Regions from separate parts of the Sus scrofa genome. Here region 1 is linked to region 2. Evidence: chromatin contacts called from public HiChIP or PLAC-seq data. All regions are on one chromosome and are shown on one strand. The core of a region is the stretch at or near the end of the contact, and the rest is flanking DNA. Distances in the headings are between cores, read along the strand shown. Region 1 holds the start of ARF3 (ADP-ribosylation factor 3). Region 2 holds the start of CCNT1 (cyclin-T1).

Region 1 (3,161 bases), core at 349-2,848, 170 kb before region 2:
GGGTGGGGTGGGCAGATAGGCATTTTGGACTTTTGTGGTGTTCTAGCTGCTCCCTTCATTTTGCTCATCATGTACCAGGCAGAAATGTCTAACCCGAGTGAGCTGCCAGTGAGGTTAGTAGAGACCTTGAGAGTTAGTTCAGTTATTCTGCTACTATGTGCCAGGCACCAGTCAAGTACCAGGAATACAGCAAGGAACAAAATAGATAAGGGGCTGACATTCTAGTGGGAGGAGAAAAACAGTACAGCAAGGAACAAATCTGCAACGTGTGCAATGGTGATAAATGCTGTGCAGAAAAGTGAAATGGGATAAATGGGGTAGAGAGTGGTGTGTGTGTGTGTTATAGGTGGTTATGGAAGGCCTCTTTGATACAATGACAGTTGAACAGACTCCTGAAGGAAGTGAGGGGGTGCTTGAGCAAGGTTGTTTGGGAGAGGAGCATTTCAGGCAGAGGGAATAGCAAAGACAGAAGCTTTGAGGCAGCAAAGCATTGAGGAATTGGAGTGGAGAAAGCCGAGGGGAGAGTGGTAGGATATTTCTGATGACAGAAATAGGAATGCCAATCATGCAGGACTTTGTAGGCCATGGTAGGACTTTGGATTTTACTAAGGGAGATAGGAAGCCAAAAGAGGGTTTTGAACAGAGGAGCCACATGACCTGATTTGGGCTTTCACATTAGTCTGGCTGCTCTGCGGAGACTAGACTGAAGGGGTTAGAGGAGAAGCAGGGAGTGAGAGGACTGCCTCAGCACAAGTGACCCTGTGGAGCTGCTGTCCTGGGATGGGCCACGGCGAGCCTCGGACCTACCTGGGTGAGGAATGAGGGGTAGCCTCACCCCCTGCCGCCTCCCAGCTCTCAGTGCGGTGTTGTATGAACAGGGCATGATTTTAGAGGCTGGCATTTCAAAGAGTGGAAAGCCTCAGCCTCTTTTAAGAGCGTTGCTTTCTTAGTTTCTCCTCATGAATTTTGATGTGTAGAAGGAAAGTGTGGAAGTATAGGAAGGGAAGAAGCAGTCTCTTGATTAGAGCAGAGAGCGTAAACCTTGGGAACCTGGCAAGCCTGGACCTTGTTGGGAGTCACAAAGAGCCACTCCTCATTCCACTCCCTCCTCTCCCACCCTTTCCAGAAGTCTCAGGGTAAGGTGGGGGGAGGGAGCGGCAGTAATGATCTCTCGACGCCTTGGGGTATAGTGTGGATGTCGAGACCGAAGGGACTTTAGAAATCGTCTTGTTCCACCCCCTCCGCTTACAGGTGCAGATAAGGACAGGCGAAGTAGCTCCTCAAAGTCACTGGCAGAAGCAGAGGTCCTTAGCGTGCACTGCTTTGTCTCTGCTCCCAAAGGCTCAGGATGTGTCTGAGTGGGCCTTGCTCTTCACAGTACCCTTAGTACCGTCAGGCTCTCAGTTTGTCATGGGTGAACTCCAGCCATGACTTTGGCAACTCTCATTCATACAAAAGCCTGACAAGCAGATGGTGCTAATGAGTTGACATTTTTTTTGCCTAGAATCAAGCCCTCCATACCAGGGACCAGACCAAAACCAGACCGCCGCTGCCCCTCCTTGCACCCGCCTGTCCTCAGAAAGCAGCTGCTGTGATCATGGGTAATATCTTTGGAAACCTCCTCAAGAGCCTGATTGGGAAGAAGGAGATGCGCATCCTGATGGTGGGTCTGGATGCCGCGGGGAAGACCACCATCCTGTACAAGCTGAAACTGGGCGAGATCGTCACCACCATCCCCACCATTGGTAAGGGCATGGCTCGGATGTAGGCTTTCAGGCCAACAGCTGAGCCAGAGCGGGGGCCTATTCCTAGATCCCCCCACCTGGCCACCAGGCAGGGCCCTGCAATTTGTGGGGTTCGGGGAGGGTGGTTATTTAGCTCACCAGCAGGTGCTGGGGCTGCCGTTTGCCCACCTACCCTGGCCCTCCCTGATGCAGGAACTTCCGCAGCCTGGCACCCAACAGTGGCCCTCAGGCTCTGAGCTGGTTTGTTCTCTGTTTTTTGAAAAGCAGGTGAAGGGCTTTGATGTTCCTGCCAGAGGCCTGGAATTGTTTCAGTTTAGATCCCTGGTGGCCCTGATCCCAGTTAAGACCTGCCTGTGGGAGGGAGAATATTTGCCCTGTGGAGGGGGCTCCAGATCATCATCATCAGCTGGTTCTGCGTTGGGGGCTCTAGGACTGTGGCTCACTTCCTGTTCTTCACTCTGTCTCCCAGGCCCCACGTCTCAGCTGAGGCAGATTCTGGTGGCCAAGGTACAGGAGTGGGGCTGAGTCATTTCTTTGCAGGAGGGAGAGTCAGAGACTGAGAGAACGAGGCGGGAAGGTTGTCTCACGTTGCCCAGGTGATGAGAACTTCCTTCCTGGCCTGACCCTCTTTGTCATCTTCCACTTCTCTCAGGTTTTCTTTTGGACCTTTACATGCCTAAGCCAAGGCACACCAGGCCTGAGGCAGCCTTAGCTTTCTCTCCCTTGCAGGGCCCCGGCCGTGGCTGGGGAAACAGGAACAAACCCCCCAGGGCGTTGTTTGCAGGCCTGCGGTTTCAGGCTAAGTGACCATTGTCTGCTTTTTCCAAAGGGTTCAACGTGGAGACGGTGGAGTACAAGAACATTAGCTTCACAGTTTGGGATGTGGGTGGCCAGGACAAGATTCGGCCTCTCTGGAGACATTACTTCCAGAACACTCAAGGTAGGGCATGTGAATTTCCCGTGGACTGGCATGGGCTGTTGGGTGTGAGCGAAGATTGTGGCTGTTGTTTGTTTTTGGTTATCAGCAGCTGACTCTTACCCTGCTGCAGCTCCTAAGCGTGGGAGAAAAGGGAGCAAATATTTGGAGGCTGTGAGGAGGGTGTTGTCTTTTGCTGGTGGGGGAGGGGAGTTGATCTTTCGTCTCTGTGCAGCCCATGCTCTGCCTCCCCAGGGTTGATATTTGTGGTCGACAGCAATGATCGGGAGCGAGTAAATGAGGCCCGGGAGGAGCTGATGAGGATGCTGGCAGAGGATGAGCTGCGGGATGCTGTGCTCCTTGTCTTTGCGAACAAACAGGTGAGACATCTCCCTACCCCTGGGTTTGAGAGAGGGCAGCCTGGCCGGGGAAAGCATAGGGTCTTACTGTGTGGAAAGCCCTGTGACTGTGCTCTCAGTTTTGAAAGTGCAGGAAACAAG
Region 2 (2,836 bases), core at 160-2,659:
GTGGTGTAGGTTGCAGACGCGGCTTGGATCCTGCGTTGCTGTGGCTCTGGCGTAGGCCGGTGGCTACAGCTTCGATTCGACCCCTAGCCTGGGAACCTCCATATGCCGCAGGAGCGGCCCAAGAAATAACAACAAAAAGACAAAAGACCAAAAAAAAAAAAAAAAAAAAAAAAAAAGAGAGGAAAATTCCTGTGTTCTTTAAGGGCAGTGTATTTGAAGGCTATCATTATTTTCACATTATTTTGTATTGAAGACCTACCAGGTGCCATATAGTGTTCTGTTCAGGATGACATTTACCATCACACAGCTAGTAGTTCTCTTGTGGCGCAGGGGGTTAAGGATCTGGCCTTGTCACTGAAGCAGCTTGGCCTGGGAACTTCCATATGCCTCAGGTGCCGCCAAAACGCTCGCACGCACGTGCGGGCGCAGAGAATCACACAATTAGTTAAAAGAATAACTGGGAATTTTTAGGACATTACACTAAGAGAAATAATACAGTCACAGAAAGACAAATACTGTATGATTCCGCATATATTAAATGTCTATAAAGTAGTCAAACTCCAAGAAATAAAAAGTAGAATGGGAGAATGGGAGGTGTCAGGCTGGGGGAAATGGGGAGTTGTTCAATGGGTATAGAGTTTCAGTTTTGCAAAAAAAATAAAAAGCTGTAGATACCTGTTGCATAACACTGTGAATATAGTTGACACTACTGAACTGTACTGAACTGTACACGCGAAAATGGTTAAGATAGTTTAAAAAAAAAGAATAGTGGGGATTTGAAACAAGGCATGGTCAAAAATTCATGTTTGGCAATTATGTTATCCCTGCTACCTACTTTCAAATCATTTTAAGTCAAAGAATATTTCTTTTCTCTGATTTACACAGGTGCCCCTCTTCTGTACTGGAGGGTAGCAAGCCATTGGCTAGCAGTTGCATTGCGTGAAGCCTGATAGTTTCTAGGTCTTTTTCTCAGAAGACTGGTACACAGTCACGACAGCATCAAAATGGAGTCATCAATCTAAGAAATTTAGTGGAGAACCAAACACAGGTCAGAAAAATAGGTGAGGGGAATCTGGGAGAAATAATTTTGGCTATTAAGAAGACAACATAGGAGGAGTTCCCATCGTGGCTCAGTGGTTAACGAATCTGACTAGGAACCATGAGATTTTGGGTTTGGTCCCTGGTCTTGCTCAGTGGGTTAAGGATCTGGCATTGCTGTGAGCTGTGGTGTAGACTGCAGAGGTGGCTCGGATCCCGTGTTGCTGTGGCTCTGGTGAAGGCTGGCAGCTACAGCTCCGATTAGACCCCTAGCCTGGGAACCTCCATCTGCCGCGGGAGCAGCCCCAGAAAAGGCAAAAAGACAAAAAATGAAATAAAAGATGACATAACTAAAAAAGTGCTTATTCAATTAAAAAAAAAGCATGCAACGGAACAAGTTTGAAATCATAATTTTTGAAAATATTGTAACTTCAAGTATTTTTTTCCTCAATTTTTCCAGAATAAAATGGAGCAAATGCTAATTGTAGGCAGTGTATGGCAGAGGAGGGCCTAGAATGGAAGAAAATACTTCTGAGAATGAATTAGAATCAAATTGAGTGGGAGCAGCCTTGTCTAGAAATGACAGAACTCAAAATATTTATTATAAAAGACAAAAGATTTTAATATTACCCAAATTTAATCAAGGTGAGTGTTCCCGAAAAGCAGGAGTACACTCGGCTAGAATGGAGAGAACAATGGAATTAGACTTGATTTTAAAATCTACACTTATAAATGGTGTAGTGTAGGACAAACCACTTAATCTCTCCAAGCTTCAGAGAGATTTATTTTTTATTTTTTATTTTTTTATTGTTAGTTGTTTTGAGCATTTGTTTGACAAACATTTATTGACCACTGGGGCCAGAACTGTACTAGGGAGGTGATAGATGGATACAAAAATGAAAATGGGTTGTTGTTTTTTTTAAAAGGCTGGTATGGTCCTTGCCCTCAGTTTCAATATGCTATAATAAATATTATAAAATCTACTGAATTTTTTTATGTGCCAGGTACTGCTCCAGGTACTTTTAACTCAAATCTTCATTTAATCCTTTTCAGAATCTAAAACGTATATACAGTTGCCATTTACATTTATACAAGGGGCACAGACAAGTATCTTGTCTACGAAGGAACAACCCTCAAGCGTTGGAGCCGGATACATCTTGATAGAGGGCAGAAATTTACAAATTTGTGCATGCGCAGAGTGGTAGTGGAAGCTTTCCAGAAGGAAGGAGCAGTTTAAATTCACCCGATCGCAAAACATAGATTAAAATATTTGGCGCTGTGCCGGTTAAACTAAACAGTATATTTGAGTCATTCACTACTGTGGTTAGTACTAAATTATTACTACTAATTCCATCTTATTCCCTTAAATTGGCTCACCGCGTCGAAGCTTTAGGAGTTTCAAGGCATTAGTTACATATTGTAAAGCGGCTTCTCCAATGGGTAATTTACATTGTTATCAACAATGCAATAGCTTTCCCGTTGCTTTATGGTACGATAGACGATAGGGCTACTCTCTGATTATTTTTTTCAGCTTTTGACAGTCTCACTTATTTCATCTGTCAAGTTGCGGATGTGCCCCATCTTAAGCGGTCACCTTCGCCACGAGCGAAGTTCACCGCGGAACCGCCGAGCGGCGCGTGGGCGGGCACCTCACCCAGCCAAAGCCGTTGCCCCGCCCCCTCGCTCAGGGCGCGAAGGCTCAACCCAGTTCTCGCGGGAGGAGACGTGTTTTTTTTTTTTTTTGAACGAGAACTCCTAACCCCACCTCGTGCCTCAAGGGTCACGTGATTGGCGCCTG

The links. HiChIP or PLAC-seq counts read pairs in DNA pulled down with a chosen protein or histone mark.
Region 1: a contact with region 2 is called in an H3K27ac HiChIP or PLAC-seq map of alveolar macrophages. The contact joins the promoter of ARF3 here to the promoter of CCNT1 in region 2. A contact is called at or near these places in 1 of 47 Hi-C or Micro-C datasets (skeletal muscle) and 1 of 2 datasets of contacts at active chromatin or transcription factors (alveolar macrophages).

The regions. Positions count from the first base shown.
Region 1 is chr5:14,976,790-14,979,950 of Sscrofa11.1, reverse strand. It overlaps ARF3 (ADP-ribosylation factor 3), which reads left to right and starts at 1,598. Exons shown (of 4, transcript NM_001160426.1): 1 at 1,598-1,745; 2 at 2,575-2,685; 3 at 2,917-3,041. The coding sequence starts at 1,598.
Region 2 is chr5:14,806,997-14,809,832 of Sscrofa11.1, reverse strand. It overlaps CCNT1 (cyclin-T1), which reads left to right and starts at 1,409. Exons shown (of 10, transcript XM_003481561.4): 1 at 1,409-2,836.